2 separate regions of the Mus musculus genome follow, and region 2 is linked to region 1. A link is a contact called in public promoter capture Hi-C data. All regions are on one chromosome and are shown on one strand. Each heading gives the region's core, a stretch centred on a gene start, on an enhancer-like site or on the middle of the called end of the contact. The rest is flanking DNA. Distances are from core to core; before and after follow the strand shown.

Region 1 (4,746 bases), core at 1,032-3,531:
CTGGGTAGTTCTAACAGCTTAAGCTTGGCCACCCATTCCAACAGACCAATTACAGAGGGTGATAATGAGATGCAGAGAAAGGAGGTCTATTTGACCATCGTAATCTAACTAATTAATCATAAAAGAAAAGGACATTTCAGCAGATAAAATGAAACACCACAGGAGAGATTATTGTAAATAGCTGTACGTCAGCACGTTTGCTATTGTCTAAGAAATGGACAAAGTTCTAGAAACACACAAACAACCCAGACCAAATCAGAAAGTCTGAATAGAGCCGCACTAGGTGAGAAGCTTACATGGGAATGAAAACCCTCCCAGCAGGGCCGGAGAGATGGCTCAGGGGTCAATAGGACTTGCTGCTCCTCCAGAGACTTGTTTGATTCCCAGGACCCACACAGTAACTCATCCATTTGTAACTCTAGTTCTGGGGACTGGATCCCTCCTTCTGGCCTTTGTGGGTACTGTATACATGTGGAGCCCAGACATGCATGCAAAACCTACCCATAGAAAACAAATAATAATAATAATAATAATAATAATAATAATAATAATAATAATAATAATAATAAAACTCAGCCAAGACAAGCCTAGGATTAAATGGTTTCATCAATAAATTCTGCCAAAGATTAGGAAAGAAATAATGTCAAACAACCGATGAAGAGATATGGCTAAAGATTGTCCCTGTGTCACAAAGGCTTTTGTAAGGACAGGAAGGAAGGAGACTTCTATTCATGTGCTAGTAGGAATGAAGTATGGCAGTTTGTCAGAAAATGAGAAGCAACTACCTTATGACGCAGCGACTGAGCTGCTGGGTACGTATGCAAAGGCATTACAGGTGTTGCACCTAGGAGATGTTTGTCTTCTCATGTTCACTGCAGCAGTCGAGAAAGCTAAACTATGAAAATCACATAGGTGCCTGTGTGAGCACCATAGTATGTACTTATACACAGTAAGATAGCTATGGCATCACCAGATGATTTGGTCATATGGTACCACCACTGGGAGCTGTACTACAGAGTTCATTCACCCTGAAACCTTGAGAATAGGTCTTATCACATCAATAAAATGTAACTGAGAAATGTTCTTATCATATTAATAAAATGAACTATGAGACTGTCTTAATTTTACTTTAGTGTTTATTTAGTCATATATATATATGCATATATATCATGGCATCATTTTGTACAATGTAAATATATAATCTTTGTCAACTGTACTGTAATGAGGCTGGCAAAAAGAGCCCTGTGGCTGCTACCATATAGCTATCCTTCACTTAAACGTGATTGATGTTCTGAGAAGCATGTGACTGTCACGTGTGAACATCATAGTATGTTCACAGGAAGACAGGCACAACCTCATCAGATGATATAGTCTTATGATTGGAAGCTGTTGACTGGAGTGGCAGTGTAAGGTGGTGTTTGGCTGTAGTTCCCATACTTCATAAAGCACATGACAGTGGATGAGAACATGGATGGGGAGGGTTGACAGGATCGACAGCTTTTCTTCATTTCCCCAAATTATCTTCTAAACCTCTATGCATGTTTTGAGTGTGCTGTGATCATAGCCACTGATGCATATACGGTCACACGGTCACGTGCCTAGAAGAACTGGCATAGTTGTAAATGAACACATGCTATATGCATTTATATTTATATGTATATGTTCGATACATGCAGGCATGTATATAACTGTATCTAGATCTGTATCTTTATACAAAGAGATTTATATGTGGATCATCCTCTTAAAGAGCATAGATTGTATCCACATTTGGTCCCATGTCCTGTGGTGGTACAATGTCCCCTGACAGGTAGCTCTCTCTGTGGCTGCTTAGCATTCCTGGGGTCGTGTCACCTCTGCCTGCCACAGTTGTCACATCACACAGGTTATGGTGAGATTGGGATCTGTGGACGCTCTACTTGTGGCCTCAGATTTTATTGAAATTGTTGGAATGTTTGAGGCATCTATAAAAGTTTAGAAGGAAGAAGCTTACAAAGAAAGTTCTTGAAATCCTGCCAGGAATGAGATGCATAACTCCGAAGCAGTCCTGTGGTCCAGGGCTTGCTTTGTTTTCTTCCCAGTAGTTTGGATACTTTTGCTGTCTTGGAGGTAGGGACTACGGACTGACTGGACGGTTGGAACAAACCTGAGGAGAGGGTGGAGTGGTGGGGTAAGGGAGCACTATCATAAGCAGTGGTGGGGTGGGGTGGAGCACTATCATAAACAGCAGTGGGATGGGGTGAGGTGGAGCACTATCAGAAGCAGTGGTGGGTGGGGTGGTGGGGGGAACACTATCAGTCATAAGCATGGAAAGTCTGTCTGGAAGTGACGAAAAGCTGGCCCTCCATATCCTGCCATCACAACCTCTCTAAAAGCCAACTCCAGAGCTTCCTCCCGATTCGTGGTGAACAGGAACAGGCTACTAAGGTTGGCGATCTTTGCAATGGCACTGTGCCTACAAATCGAAGGTCAGCTTTTGATCTTTGAAGCTTTATATAGAAACTCCAACGCTGAAAGAAAGGTAAAGAGCCCATGCACCGAGGAGCCTCTCTAGATAGCTCTAAGTGCTGGAGGAGAGCATGAGACCATGAGGAGGATGCTTAGTCCTAGGTATGTACTTTCTGATCTTCCCGACTGGCTTCGCTACGGGGGCCAGCGGGAGGGCTTCTGACTAGCTGGGGCTTTGCTGCAGGGGATTGCAAAGTTATGTGAGACGGGCTTGAAAATACCTTAAAGTTGGAAAGAATGGCACGGGACCATGTAGAATAGCCAGGGAAAATTATTGCTTCATGTATAGTAGTAAGGACAAGTGTTGACTTATGCCAACTCTGTATGAATAATATGTGTATGTATGTGGAGATGTGTTGAGTGGAGGTCCTCCAGTCACTGTGAATCCAGAAAAACAAAAAACAAAACAACAGCAACAACAACAACAACAACAAAAAATCTTTTGAGGAAGAGGAACACTGTTGGAATTTAGTTCCTTTCTTTTATCGAGATTGTGAGTTTAAAAAAAAAGTCAGATGCAAACTTTGGCCATTCAACACTGAGTTTTTCTGAAACCGCTGTTATTTGGGAGAAATGGTTGATCAGCTATTGTGACATAAAAAGATATAACCTGGGGTGGAAGGAATCTGCTTTTTAAATGGAATAAATAAACGAGAGGTTGATTCCTGCACCAGGGAGACGCTCATCAGATGAGCAGGACCATGGGAGAATTTCAGGGAAGGAGATTTTCTGTGTAAATAATTGCGGCTTGATCTGACCGGCCACACAAAGTCCTGACTACAAGAAAAACTTCCAGATCTGTTCTGGCACATCCCAGAAATCTCTCCTGAGTCAGAAACCTGCAGTCTCCCAACCTCTTTTGTTCCCTTGCCTCAAGGAAAAGCTTCCTATCTGATTTTCAATAGTGACTTGGCAAAATCCCAAGAGATCCCACTCTGAAACAACAGAGGAGCACCGGAGGCTCTCAGTGGAGCCAGGCCGTTTTGTTTTTGTTTTTGTTTTTATTTTTTTCTCTTTAACCTGTGATGATTTCTCCTCTCCTCACTCCTAGGATACTGCTCTCTTCGCTTCCAAATGCCTCAGCTCAGAAACTGTTCCTGATAGTGTTAATTATCTTTGCTTTCTGGGTTGTCTTCATGACTTCAAAAGACCACACAGAGGTAAGAATTGTTTCCTAGTCTTTAATTTCCCGTGGAGGATCAGAGTGGCTTCACTTGAAAGCTACCCTTCCTAATCACAAAAAGTAAAATGTTACCAGTGCTATCCTCTTACCAAGGCACTGTAAGAAGGGTCTTTATTGGACACTGGTCCCTTGCACAGTATAGGTGCATTGGCAGTTCTTGTTTCTTTAGAGGCAGATGAATTTGTATCTCTCCTTACTGCTTGGCATTGCCACTTGCCTCAACATTATCTCCTCCTACAGCCTCAGAGGTTATCAACCAACCATATCTGTTTCAGTCCCCTTCCTCCATCACAGAGGTTTTGTTATTCTTTGTATAGTTCACTTAGTGTTGCTTGGATTTTTCCCTCTCTGCAGTCTTATTTGGCTGGACTCCCCATCTCTCCTCTCCCCAGCCATCTGATTGCTCAGATGTTATCTTCTTGACACTGACAGGGCCAGTACAGCTCCCTCTCCACTTCTGCATTTCTCTTTCTCGATCTGACTTCTTTTCCACAATACCTTTTGCTTGCTACTACAGTACTGTAGGATTTAACAACTCATTACAACCGTTGATTGCCGGCTTATCTCTGCTAACATACTTGGTGCCTTAAGCCTAGGTCAGACCCATAACAGATGCTAGACAAATAACTTCTTAGTAACAAAGTAAAGAAAACGTAAAGAAAGTTGGTTTTTTGTTTGTTTGTTTTTGGTGTGTTTGTTTGTGTGTGTGTGTGTGTGTGTGTCTGTGTGTGTGTGTGTGTGTCTGTGTGTGTGTGTGTCTGTGTGTTTGTGATCTGACCCAGGTAAGAAGTCACAATGATCTGAGAGAAGGCACCAGAAGGGAGAAAAGTCAACCAATTTAAGGCAGGATTTGTAACCAAGCGCTACAGGCTCACATTTTGGCAATTACAGAGATAAAAAGTACAACCCAGCCATAAAAGAGTGGAGAAAGAAATACCTGTTGCAAGTAAGGATATGCTGGCATTGCTTGCAAGGCGAGGTTCTCTCAGAACCACGGGCACGTGAGGATCTTATTTGAGGAGCCTATCCTTATTTAGACAGAAAAGTCCGTGCAGATG
Region 2 (4,746 bases), core at 1,056-3,555, 140 kb before region 1:
GCTCTGAGGATACTTTCTTTTTTTTTTAAAGGCTTATTTTATTTAATAATGGATGTGGGGGAAATATTAATTTAAAAAAATTCTAGAGCCAAACATGTTATATCATAACTAATCCCTAAACTTGGAAGGTAGGAAGACTGTCACGGGTTTGAGGTCAGCCTGCACTGCATGAGTGAGACCCTGTTTCAAACAACCAAATATAAACCAGACGGAAACCAAAACTGTTTCTGTAGCAGAAAACAGAGACAGTGGGTACAACTTATAGGTCATGACTCCTCCTCCCCAGGAAAGGACGTGTCTCAGCTAAAGTCACAATATTCTAGCCTTTGTCACACAGCTGCTTTCTGCAAGTCTAAAATGGTCATAGATATGGTGGGAAGACATTAGCACACTTACTCACACTCTTTGTTTTGGCAAAACTGTGCATAAATCTATATCTAGTTTCTTTTACCATTTTCTGTTTTGCAATTTCTTTAGAATTTAGGGAAAATAACTGTTTTATTTATGGTAAGAACACTAAATCTGTACTTATCATTGTAACAGAACACATTACCTTAGCTGAATAAACGTGAAAGGTTCTAAAACTCCCACACATAGTTTCTGTTTATTTTTGAGATAGGGTTCCCTGTGGCTATTTACATAGCTATAATTTTTCATTGTTAAATGTAACCATTCATTGTTAAAAAAAAATCATGGGTGTGGTTTTTCAGGATATAAATTGTTAAATACCACCACCAAAGGTGTAATAAAAAAAAGATCTCTATTTGTGCAGTGTGTATGTGTGTGTACGTGTGTGTATGTGTGTTTACTGGTGCCCACTAAGGTTTGAAGAGGGCAACACAATCCCTCGGAGCTGAAGTTCAATCCCCTGCAAGAGCAGCAAGTACTCTTACTTAACCTTTGAGCCATCTCTCCAGCCTAAGGATGTTATCCTTTCAAAATGTAAAGAAGTAATACTGAGAATAAGCCCAGCGGATTCAAATTCCTATATAGCCAGGTGTGGTGTTGCACACTTTTAATCCTAGTACTTGGGAGGCAGAATTCCAGGCCAGCTTGGGTTCTGTAGTGTGTCTCTTTGTCTTAAAAAAAAAGTTTCAATGCTACAATAGAGTTCTCCTTCCTATGAGTAGGGCCACAAATGATTACAAACTTAACAGTATGTTCTACTAGGTAATGCCGTTATAATATACATACCCATTCTGCAGTAAAATTGAACATGTAATTTGACACCCGTTTCCATGATTTTTTCCGTTTCTCTGGCCAAGCTTGGCAGGTCACCGGTGGAGTAGCTGAAATCCACTTGTAGGTTGCAGCATCCTTAAAGCTTTGATTAGGCAACAATGTTTGTCTCACAAAACCAGCTCACCGGGTAGGAATAACTATGCCACCAACCACAAGCTCTGTAATTACTGGCAACACAGCTTTCAGAAAAAGACACAGAGTATGTGATTCAAGACTGAGCACGTTTGTGACAAAATTGCCCTTTGCAGAGGCGTTTGCTACTGAGCTAAAATATAAGATCTCCGCAGAGGCCCCTTCGAGCGTAGGTGATGAAAACCGTATCTATTGTGGGAGATTAAGGACCCGTCTATTAAAACCAGAGCGATCGGCAAAGGCAGAGCGCAGGACAGAGCAGGCAGAGCTATTCCAACTCTCTTTAGTGGGCTGCAAAAGGTAGAATAGTATACGATCTAACAACCGAAACACAGCCTACACGTCCTGGCATCCTAGAAAACGAGACAAGGCTTCTGCCAATAATGGGAAAGGAACATTTATGGAACACCTGATATGTGCGAAGTCATCTTTCAGAAAAGAGACCATTTAAGGACTCCTAAACGGTGATGGCGGAATTGGCCTTGTAGCTCAAAAGAGCACGTCACTCGGATTCCAAGTAAATAAGAAATATACTCAATACGCGGAAGGGAGGGGCAGGTAAAAAAAAAAAAAAAAAGAAAAACTGAGGGAGGTAGCAGTAAGGAAAAGGTAGATTTAAAACAATTCTTAAACATATAACCATATTTTTCAAAGTAAAGCCTCTTCAACTTCGCAGCTTAGAACTAATAAAAACTCAGGAATGATATCTCCTGGAAACAGACAAACTTTAGCGGTGAAATACTAGCAAGTCCCTTAACATCCGAAAACACGTGGCGGGGGAGGGGAGCAGGAGGCTGGACCAAGGACTCCTACTCCCATCAGCCCTTTCGGCAGCCGAGAGTAGCTGTGGAGGGCGAGCCGACGCCTCGCATGCCGGGGCTTGTAGTCTTCTCCCGGCACCTCCCCGTGGGTTTGCGACGTTTAGCGACTGTGGCGCCTGCGCGCGCTGGGCCGGCGGGGCTGGGGCCGTGGCGGCTCGTGCCGGGTGATGCTAGGCGTATCCCTGGGCGCCAGGCTGTTGCGGGGCGTGGGTGGCAGGCGCGGGCAGTTCGGGGCGCGAGGTGTCAGCGAAGGTAGCGCAGCCATGGCGGCAGGGGAGAGCATGGCTCAGCGAATGGTCTGGGTGGACCTGGAGGTGAGAGTGCGGCCGGGGCGAGGAGGGTGCGGGGAGGCGAGCGCAGATTCGCGCGTGGGACCGAGGGACTCCCCTGTCCCGGGAAGCAGCAGGGATCTGGGTGTCAGGTGCGACAGGTGAGCACGGCCCCAGGAGCCCCGAGTCAAGAGTTTTTGCGGGGTCTGGGACTGTCCCTGGACTGTGGGGTTTCTTTCCATCTGGGTGGAGCCGTCCATGTGTCTCCCCTCTCCCTAGCCTCGACCTCCACCCAGAAGTGAATTTGTGTTACGCGTTAGTGACTCTGAGGATCGTGGGTGAGAGTTGGGGCAGCGACTCTGAGCCCTGCTCCGTCCCCACCTCCTAGCCTTAAAAGACTAGGTTGCTTAAGCTAGGACTCAGGAGATGACTCAGCCTTACCCCTCATTCCATAAAAGAGAAAATTGAGGCCCCATTGGAAGATTCAGGTTACCCATTTTAGTTTTAACGCATTCATACCTAGGCCTCTCTTGAACTCCAGTTTTCTGCTTACGAACTGAGTTCATTTGTTAACTTTTTTTGTTGTTGTTGTTGTTGGGAAAACTTCGGAAACCATTGTAAACCTCCGAGAGGTAACGTTCGTGAGCTCACTTTTCTGTAGTCAAGTTTTCATCCTGCTTATTTTGAGTCTGTTCCCAGGACAAATGTGTTTGACAGTAGCTGGCCCGCCCGCAGGAAGTGCCTTTAGCAGTCTCTGAGCACTCAGAACTTAATACCCTGAGTACTGCCCAGACCATTACTGGTCATAGAATGTGAGCTGGGTCCACACAAAGGAATCTCTGTCAAGTAAACTTGGGCAGCACGCCTTTAATCCTAGCACTTGGGAGGCAGAGGCAGGTGGATTTCTGAGTTCGAGGCCAGCCTGGTCTACAGAGTGAGTTCCAGGACAGCCAGGGCTACACAGAGAAACCCTGTCTCAAAAAAATAAAACAAAAACAAAACAAAACAAAAGGTGGTTTCATGTGTTTGTTATATGCTTGTTTATTTATGTTTTACAGATGACAGGATTGGATATTGAGAAGGATCAGATTATTGAGATGGCCTGCCTGATAACTGACTCTGATCTTAACATTTTGGCTGAAGTAGGTGATGCCGTGTAAATACATTCATACCACTTAAAGGGCATTGGGGATCTAAAGGTGCCTTCATCTGATCTCACTGAAAAACGTAGCAGATTGAGGTCTGTGTAGATTAAGGCCCAGTGCTATATTACTAGGACAATGTAATATAATATGTTAGAGTTGGTATTGGAACCAACATAATCCACTTCATAACCGGATTAAGTTTTCAGTTGAAATTGACAGAACTCCCCCTCCCCCAAGGCTACAACAGTTCTGCAGGGTTTACACGTGTATTCTTAGTCCTCATGATGATAAGATAGGCTCTGTTAATGATGTTCATTGTCCACCGGAAGATATTGGGTTACAAGAGATTTGGGGGACTTGCTCAAGAGCATTTGGCTAGGTATTGGGGAAGCTGGTTAAACTACTCTCTAAACACAGGCAGTCTCAAGTGTTCCCACCAGTATCCAGCCAGCTGGGTCCTCATCAAGCTTGGTGTCCCCCGACAGAGTTTCCCATCTCTATGTCCTACCTTCGGCTTTAATTCCATATATAGTCCCCCTTATACCACTCCATCAGGGGTTGGTTCCAGGATTCCTCTGTAGATACCTAAATCTCATTCCCCTGTATCCTGGAAGGAGATGCAGTATTTCTCATGTACTTTGAATCACCTCTAGATTGCCTGGTGTCATTCTTGTGCTCCCAATAGAATACCTGATACGACGTTGGTGCGTGTAAGTAGTGTTTAAAGTAGTGTTTACACCATGTTGGTTAGGGAATGTTAAGGAAAAAAAAAGTATCCGTATGCGTTCCTTACAGACCAATGACGTTTCCGTCTGAACTGGGTGACTCCTCCCAGATGACACCCATTGTCCCAGGTGGCCGTTGCCTTCTCAGCTAGACTGTGTGGTTCTTGCACCTCTGTGTTAGGGTTTTAGAACATCTATAGACACACTTTTAGAATGTGTGCTCACGGTGATTTTTATCACTCTGTTAAATGCTGCCTTTAACTGAAACCTTTAGCAGAACAAATAGAATAGACCTGTTGGCACTTGCGTTTAAGCACCCGTGAAGCGTTTTAAAAGATGAAATCCCTGACCTTGATACCATCCTCAATATTCGAAGTCATTAAAGAACAAAATAGGCCAGGCTTAGTGGCAG

Evidence for each region. Promoter capture Hi-C pulls out the DNA fragments that hold promoters and counts their contacts.
Region 2: a promoter capture Hi-C map of erythroid cells shows a contact between it and region 1, with 8 times the contacts expected there. The contact joins the promoter of Rexo2 here to the promoter of Nxpe2 in region 1. A contact is called at or near these places in 2 of 39 promoter capture datasets (erythroid cells and fetal liver), 1 of 115 datasets of contacts at active chromatin or transcription factors (bone marrow-derived macrophages) and 3 of 9 other capture datasets (adipose tissue, liver and pancreatic islet).

What each region holds. Positions count from the first base shown.
Region 1 is chr9:48,338,433-48,343,178 of GRCm38.p6, reverse strand. It overlaps Nxpe2 (neurexophilin and PC-esterase domain family, member 2), which reads left to right and starts at 2,281. Exons shown (of 6, transcript NM_030069.3): 1 at 2,281-2,607; 2 at 3,557-3,665. The coding sequence starts at 2,585. It also overlaps a transcript of Nxpe4 not described here.
Region 2 is chr9:48,478,170-48,482,915 of GRCm38.p6, reverse strand. It overlaps Rexo2 (RNA exonuclease 2), which reads left to right and starts at 2,305. Exons shown (of 7, transcript NM_024233.4): 1 at 2,305-2,509; 2 at 3,523-3,606. The coding sequence starts at 2,363.